Regions from separate parts of the Mus musculus genome. Here region 1 is linked to region 2. The links are chromatin contacts, called in public promoter capture Hi-C maps. All regions are on one chromosome and are shown on one strand. The core of a region is the stretch at or near the end of the contact, and the rest is flanking DNA. Distances in the headings are between cores, read along the strand shown. Region 1 has its middle 16 kb from the start of Ndufv3. Region 2 overlaps Pde9a (phosphodiesterase 9A).

Region 1 (3,344 bases), core at 160-2,659, 92 kb after region 2:
GAACTGAATCAACAACTCACAGAACTCTGACACCCTGCACGTACATGTAATTTTTCTGCTGATGTTTGAATAAGCCAATAGTGTGTTGCTGTGCTGAATTCCATACCCCTAAGCCCCTTACCCCATAAAAACCCCTAGCTTTCGAGCCTCGTGGCCGACACCCGTTATCTCCTGTGTGGGATGCATGTCGGTCCGGAGCTCCGTAATTAAACGACCTCATGTAATTACATCAAGATGGTCCTTCGTGATTTTTTTGAGTGCACGCCGAATCGGGAATGGAGGGGGGGTTTCCCCACTAGGTTCTATCAGAGCCATTCTGTCAGCACTCTGTCGCCAGGCTGGTTGCTTATTCAGCAATCTCTCAGGAAGACAGGTTCAGCCTCTCGGCAGGTAGCAGAAGAGCAGGGCAGTTGTCACTTCAAAAAGGAGCCAGCCGAGTCAGAAAGCTGCACCTCAGTGGCGACAAGATTTGTACCAGCCCACTTCAGGTTGGGGGAGGCTACACCAGAGTGGTCTATGCTTCACTGGGACATGAATTTGGAGGAAAATCCACCTTCCCTGAGAGGACCACATCGTACTTCACCAAACACCTGTCTCAACTACTGGATCCGATACCTCAGCTTGACAACAACCAAGAGCTTGACTGACGCTCAGAGCTCAGCAGGGACAGGAGCTGACCTCTAAGCTAATCTCCAAAGCCTCTTTTTCATAAGCTGCACTGCCCATGTACCTGTTTGGAGAACTCACACACCCAGTGGGAGCATTCACACACTCAGTGGGAGTACTCAACACAGTGGGAGTACTCCTGTGCCCTGTGTGAGCACACATTCACCCAGTAGGAACACCCTCACATGCCCAGTGCGAGCACTCACATGCCCAGTGGGAGCATTCCATGTCTACCAGGATCTTTCCACACCCATTCCGATGCTCTGGTCACACCCATCCCAGAGAGCCTCGTGACTTTAGTCAGGTTTGACATCCTTCAGGCTTGACGAGGCAGAGCTACCAGCCATGTCCAAAGTCAAGGTTTCTCCCTTCCCTCACCCCTTGTTAGGCACTGTGAACAAAAAGTCACCTTCTCTGTGCTTGGTCAGTCATGTGATCCACAAACTCAGGCCTGCATCATCTTCCTGTCTTAACTTTACAGAACGACCAGGAAAATGGCCCTTGCCATACTAAATCTGCCTGCTCCCTGGTCTTGGACTCCCTAACTCTAGAATGGCAAGGAATAAGTCTGTGTTTCCATGAGCCCCACCACTAACGGCATTTTGTTGCAGCAGCCCATATGGGCTAACAAAGAGAGCTCCCTTCCCTTGGCAGGTTCCCAGCCAGCGGCTGCTCCCACACAGCCTAGGGGAACATGACAGAGTCAGAGTAGAAAGATCGCTCCCATTGTGTGTGCTGGCAATGTCTTCTGAACATTGGACAGCTTGGCTCTGTGAATTTCCTGACTGGGCCCCGCACCTCCCCCACCGGCTTCTCAGAAGTCCTCCTCTGGCTGGTCCAAGAGCAATGGCAAGTGCATTGCTCTCAGGAAAGCCTCAGTGCGTCCTCTTTATATTCAGCCTGTGCATGTGGAACGTTGAAGGACCTGGCTGAGGAAAATCTGTGTGGAAAAAGCATGTTCCTCTAGCCTATTATCCCCCGTTCTCCTCCCTCCTCTCCTGTCCCCTCCTCTCCCTTCCCCTCACCCCTCCTACTCTTCCCTTCCCTCCTCCTCTCTCTTCTCTTCCCCTCCCTTCCCCTTCCCTTCCCCCCTTCCCCTCTCCTTTCTTCTCCCCCTCCCCTGTCTTCTTTTCCCCCTCCCCTCCCCTCCTCTCCTCCCCCTCCCCTGCTCCTCCTCTTCCTCCATCCCCTCCTCCTTTCTCCTCCCCTTCCCCCTTCTTCCCTGCCCCTTCCCCCTCCTCTCCTCCCCTTCCCTCTCCCTCCCCTCCCTTCTCCCCCTCCCATTAGTCTCTTTTGTTCCCTAGAATGTTTTGATTCAGTTTTCATGTCATCTGTACATACATGCTCTTATAAATCTGTACAATATCTAGGATCCACAAATGAGAGAAAACATAGGATTTTTGTCTTTCTGAGACCACCTTGATTCATTCAATACAGTTCTCTTTAGTTGTTTGAAAATGGCCTCACGCAATCCAGTATAATGAAATAAGATGATAAAATAATAAAATAAAATGAGAAATGTGGGCTTGCAGTGCTCCCTTTTCTTCTCTTTTTCTTTTGCTTTTTCTTTTTCTTTTTTTTTTTTTTTTTTTTTTTTTTTTTTTTGAGACAGGGTTTCTCTGTGTAGCCCTGGCTGTCCTGGAACTCACTCTGTAGACCAGGCTGGCCTCGAACTCAGAAATCCACCTGCCTCTGCCTCCTGAGTGCTGGGATTAAAGGCGTGCGCCACCACGCCCGGCTGCAGTGCTCCTTTATCTTTAGCATAAATCATTATCAACAACAACAAAAAATAAGTTTTCCCTGAGAGTTGGAAAGCCATAAAGCACTATCACTAACATCTGCTCCTTTGCTGTTTGTTTCAAGACAGAGTTTCTCCGTGTGGTCCTGGCCGTCCTAGAATTTGGGATTCAAGGTCTGTGGCACCACTGTTCAGCCCCTAACATCTGCTTTTTACTTAAAGGTACCACACGGATGAGCAGGAGGTAGGGGCACATCTGTCCCTGTCTCCTTAAAATGATGCAGACCCCATATGACAGCCGTAAACAAGCTCCTGCAGCTCCACCATTGTCCCCTTAGCACGCTAGTGTTGGTGATTCCAGATCTACACTAGTGTGTGTCTATGAGCTGTCTGGGCTCTGCCGAGGCCGGAGGCAAGTGACCTGTGTCCTCTTCCCGACTCAATGGGAGGTGGGCGAGGCACACATAGATTGGCCATCTATCTCAATCTCTACTCCTTTACAGCACGCATTCCTGAACACATGACACCCCAACACTGGCCATGTGGGATACCACAGTCAGTTACAACAGTTGTTCTTAAACATGTATGTAAGGCCAGGAAAACATGGCCACAAATATTCACTGTGGCTTGGTGAAAGGCTTCATTGTGCTTGAGCCATGCATATCCTTGCTGTGTGTTCTAGGGAGTGCCAGGTAAGCTAGGGAGCTTGTGACAAGGCAGTGGCTAGGACACACACACACACACACACACACACATACACACATACACACATACACACACACACACACATATTTGCGTGTGTATGTATATGCATATGTGTGTATGTGTGTATGTGTATATGTATGTGCATGTGCATATGTATTTTACATACACACACATATGTGCATGTGCATGTATATGCATATGTGTGTATGTGTGTATGTGTATATGTATGTGCATG
Region 2 (3,209 bases), core at 93-2,592:
TCTCCACGGCTGTCCTGCCAGCCTCAATTGGTTTCTCTTCTTCGGTTTGTAGAACGAGAAGAACTTATCCAGGGCGTGCTGGCCCAGGTGGCGGAACAATTTTCCAGGTACCGTATGCTCTCTGTACATCCTTTCCAGACTCACGGGAGCTGGCCCTTAGCCAGTCAGCCCTCTGTAGTTTCTGTAGCCAGCCTAGCAAACCTTCACCATATCCCCAAAACCCTGTCCAATGGCCGCTTGTAGAACATGAGTTCTGGAGGTGGCGAATACATCCCCCTTCATTCTTCTAAGGCTCAGAGCTATCTACAAAACACCCTTCTACCAAGGGGTGTTTCCCACTGAGATGCTGTCATGTGAGTGGATGGCTTCCCTTTAGTTTGCCAACACCCTAGAATTCCGTTGTCAGTTTCCCAAAGTGACTTCTGTATGGTATGTTCTTGTCACTTAGAACCAAATGATTGAACCACCATGGGGCATCGCACCCCACAGCTGCCCTTACTGGGCAGGGCAGGGCATAGGCATGGGTCAACCCAGCTTAAGTCTACTCTGAGAGCCCAGGACAGAGTAGTAATAACACCAGACATTATTCGTTCTTTAAAAGCACCTCCTGCTGTCTTGGTCCCCTCCCCAGGCTCCCTGGAGACCTCACCCCAGGCAGGGACCTATAAACATTTGCTGGTCTGGGTCTTGTGTTTTATCTTTTTTCCCTGCTTTTTGCCCCCAGAGCGTTTAAGATCAACGAGCTGAAAGCCGAAGTTGCAAATCACCTGGCCGTGCTGGAGAAACGGGTGGAATGTGAGTGGAGTTGTTATTGTTGTTGTTGTTGTTGTTTTTCCTTTCTGCTTATGTTGTCTTTTAACCTCTGTTGGAATCAGCCACTTAGAACAGTGAGCAGTTCGTTGCTGAAGGCAAATGCGAGCTTTCTGTGTGCCACTCTGATTTGACAGAGGCTGGCCAAGGGCAGATCTCAGCACACGTTTCTGTTAAAGCACCGCTTGTATGAAGCTTTGTGCACCGAACACAACCCATAAACCCCAACGGCCTCTGTCTGGCCCGGTAGAAGCTCTGCCAGGGCTGTAGCTCTTGTTCCTCTCTCCATGAGGCAGGAGGGGGGGAGGGGCGGGGGTCTTCTCTTCTCTTCACACGGCTGTGCAGCTTGCTTCTGCAGAGTGTGGAAGAGGTGACATTTTGGTCCCAGTTTCTGACCACTACAAGCAAGAGAGAGTCAAGTCCAGTTTCCATTCCATTTCCAAAGAGCCAGCCAGGTTTGGGGAGGGAAATAGCTTCAAGTCACCTCATCCGCCGTGACAGGATCGATGAAGGATCGATGCTTCTGCTCCACAGGCCCATGGAGCCCGTGTTGCACCCTCGGCTTCACAGCCAGGTTCTCTGTCACTGTCAGGCTCAGTCTGGTGATAACTGGGCACCTGATTTGTTAGCTTGGGCTGAGTAAACAAAATTTAAACAGGAGACCAGCACCCCTGAAACATATGTGACTGACTCTGTTCATAAGACAAAATGCTGCTTTTTTGTGGGGGGATTTTTTTTAATTGCTTCTCATTAAAAAAAAAAAAATTCTATCATACAAGACCTGGCTCTTCGGAATAAGCTGGTACACGTTTCCCACCGTCCTGTGTGTACCTCTCAGCATGCATTGGCTTTCCCCAAGTCAGCTGGTCTTTGGGTCCTCAAGACTATCTTGTCCCACCTGGGGATGGTGAGGAGCCACAGAAAAGTTAGTGACCGCTCCAGCAAAGGACGGCACACAGGAGGCATGTGTAAGTCACAGCAGTGCCCACTCCAACGTGCTGGAAGCTGACCGCTCCAGCTTGGGAAGTGTCAGCAAGGCTGGTTCCTCTGGGATCTGAGGGAGAGTCCGTTCTAACCTGACTTCCGTTAGTCCTTCCCACTCCCTAGCTAGTATGGCTGCCGCCTGATCCTGTCGTCCATGCCCTGTCTGTTTCTTGTAAGGACACTGCCATTTGAATCAAGGATGTTCCCATTGCAAGTTCTTTACCTAATATCTGCCAAGGATCTTTTGTTTAAATCAAGTGGTAGTCTCAGGATCCTGGCCCTGGGTGGCTGGGCAGGCTGCCAGGAAGACACCTTGAGTCACTGTTCCATATAGACACACAACCAGGCACAAACATATACACAAAGACATGGATAGACACACTGGAAAGCATGTGTGCACACGCAGGCCCATCTGGGTGTCATTAACTGTTATCTGTGTCTCAGGGTTAGGGACATCCAGCTGTAAACCCCCACACCACACTGACCTTGTAGTGAACGGAATTTCCTGCTTGCTCTTTGACCTTAAACCAAATACACGTTTCTCCTCTGTGACTGTCAGCACTTTTTCCCCCCGTTCTGTGTAAATGTTTAGCTTTTAAGGAGTCTGGGATTACTGGAGGGTCAAAGGTGATTTCATAACCATGGAACAGCCTGGCCCTTGCCTCCTATCCTGCCTGGAGCTATTCACTTCCTTCCTGGTATGTTGTGGTGGGGACACAGGGCATCCCTGCTCCATCTACTCTTTGTACTCGTGCCCTGGACCGACACCAAGACTTAAACACCAGTGTGGACCGCAGCCAGAGCTGATGCCAGAAGACAGAGGTACCAGGGTACGCAAACAATCCAGAATTTCCATACTGAACTGAATTGGAACCAGTCTTTCGGTGTCACTCAGGAACTGTGCCTGAGGCAAACTTTAAGAGCAGTCCCAGGAGAAAGCATTGAAAAGCAGCTCTCTATTCCCTCTTGGAGTGAAGTCCATCCCTTAGCTTTGCAGATAGGAGAGAGAGAGAGAAAGAGAGAGAGAGAGAGAGAGAGAGAGAGAGAGAGAGAGAGAGAGAGAGAGAGAGTATGTCCACAGTTCCTGTGAGTTCTTAGTGTTGAAGAAGGTAAAATTGTTTTCCACAGAGCCAACATCTCCCTTAGGAATTTACTCTTAAATAATTTTTATGGGGAGGCAACAAAGTACAGAAGCCCACAGAAACCCCTTCTGAAGTTGGAGCTGGAGAGGCAGCCCCACGATTAAGAACACTGGCTGCAGTTCCAGAGGACCTGGGTTTGATTTCCAGACACCCATCCACGTAGCTCATAACTCTCTGTAACTCCAGTTCCAGGGGGACTCCATCACCCTCTCGGTCCTCTGCAGGCATTTCCCCTCTTCTGAAGTCCACATGCATTTCCCATGATTCCAAAGT

The links. Capture Hi-C pulls out chosen DNA fragments and counts their contacts.
Region 1: a contact with region 2 is called in a promoter capture Hi-C map of liver. The contact joins two enhancer-like sites. A contact is called at or near these places in 1 of 115 datasets of contacts at active chromatin or transcription factors (embryonic stem cells) and 3 of 9 other capture datasets (adipose tissue, liver and pancreatic islet).

What each region holds. Positions count from the first base shown.
Region 1 is chr17:31,534,627-31,537,970 of GRCm38.p6, forward strand. No RefSeq gene overlaps it. Among named protein-coding and RNA genes, the nearest start is that of Ndufv3, 16 kb to the left of the region's middle. Within about 2 kb of position 1,410, at least 124 of the 459 cell types and tissues checked have an H3K27ac peak or open chromatin away from gene starts, as enhancers often do. A contact at or near this core is called in liver, where this site is marked.
Region 2 is chr17:31,443,114-31,446,322 of GRCm38.p6, forward strand. Pde9a (phosphodiesterase 9A) reads left to right here. Exons shown (of 19, transcript NM_008804.4): 5 at 53-107; 6 at 725-795. Among named protein-coding and RNA genes, the nearest start is that of Gm9902, 9.6 kb to the left of the region's middle. Within about 2 kb of position 1,343, at least 18 of the 459 cell types and tissues checked have an H3K27ac peak or open chromatin away from gene starts, as enhancers often do. A contact at or near this core is called in liver, where this site is marked.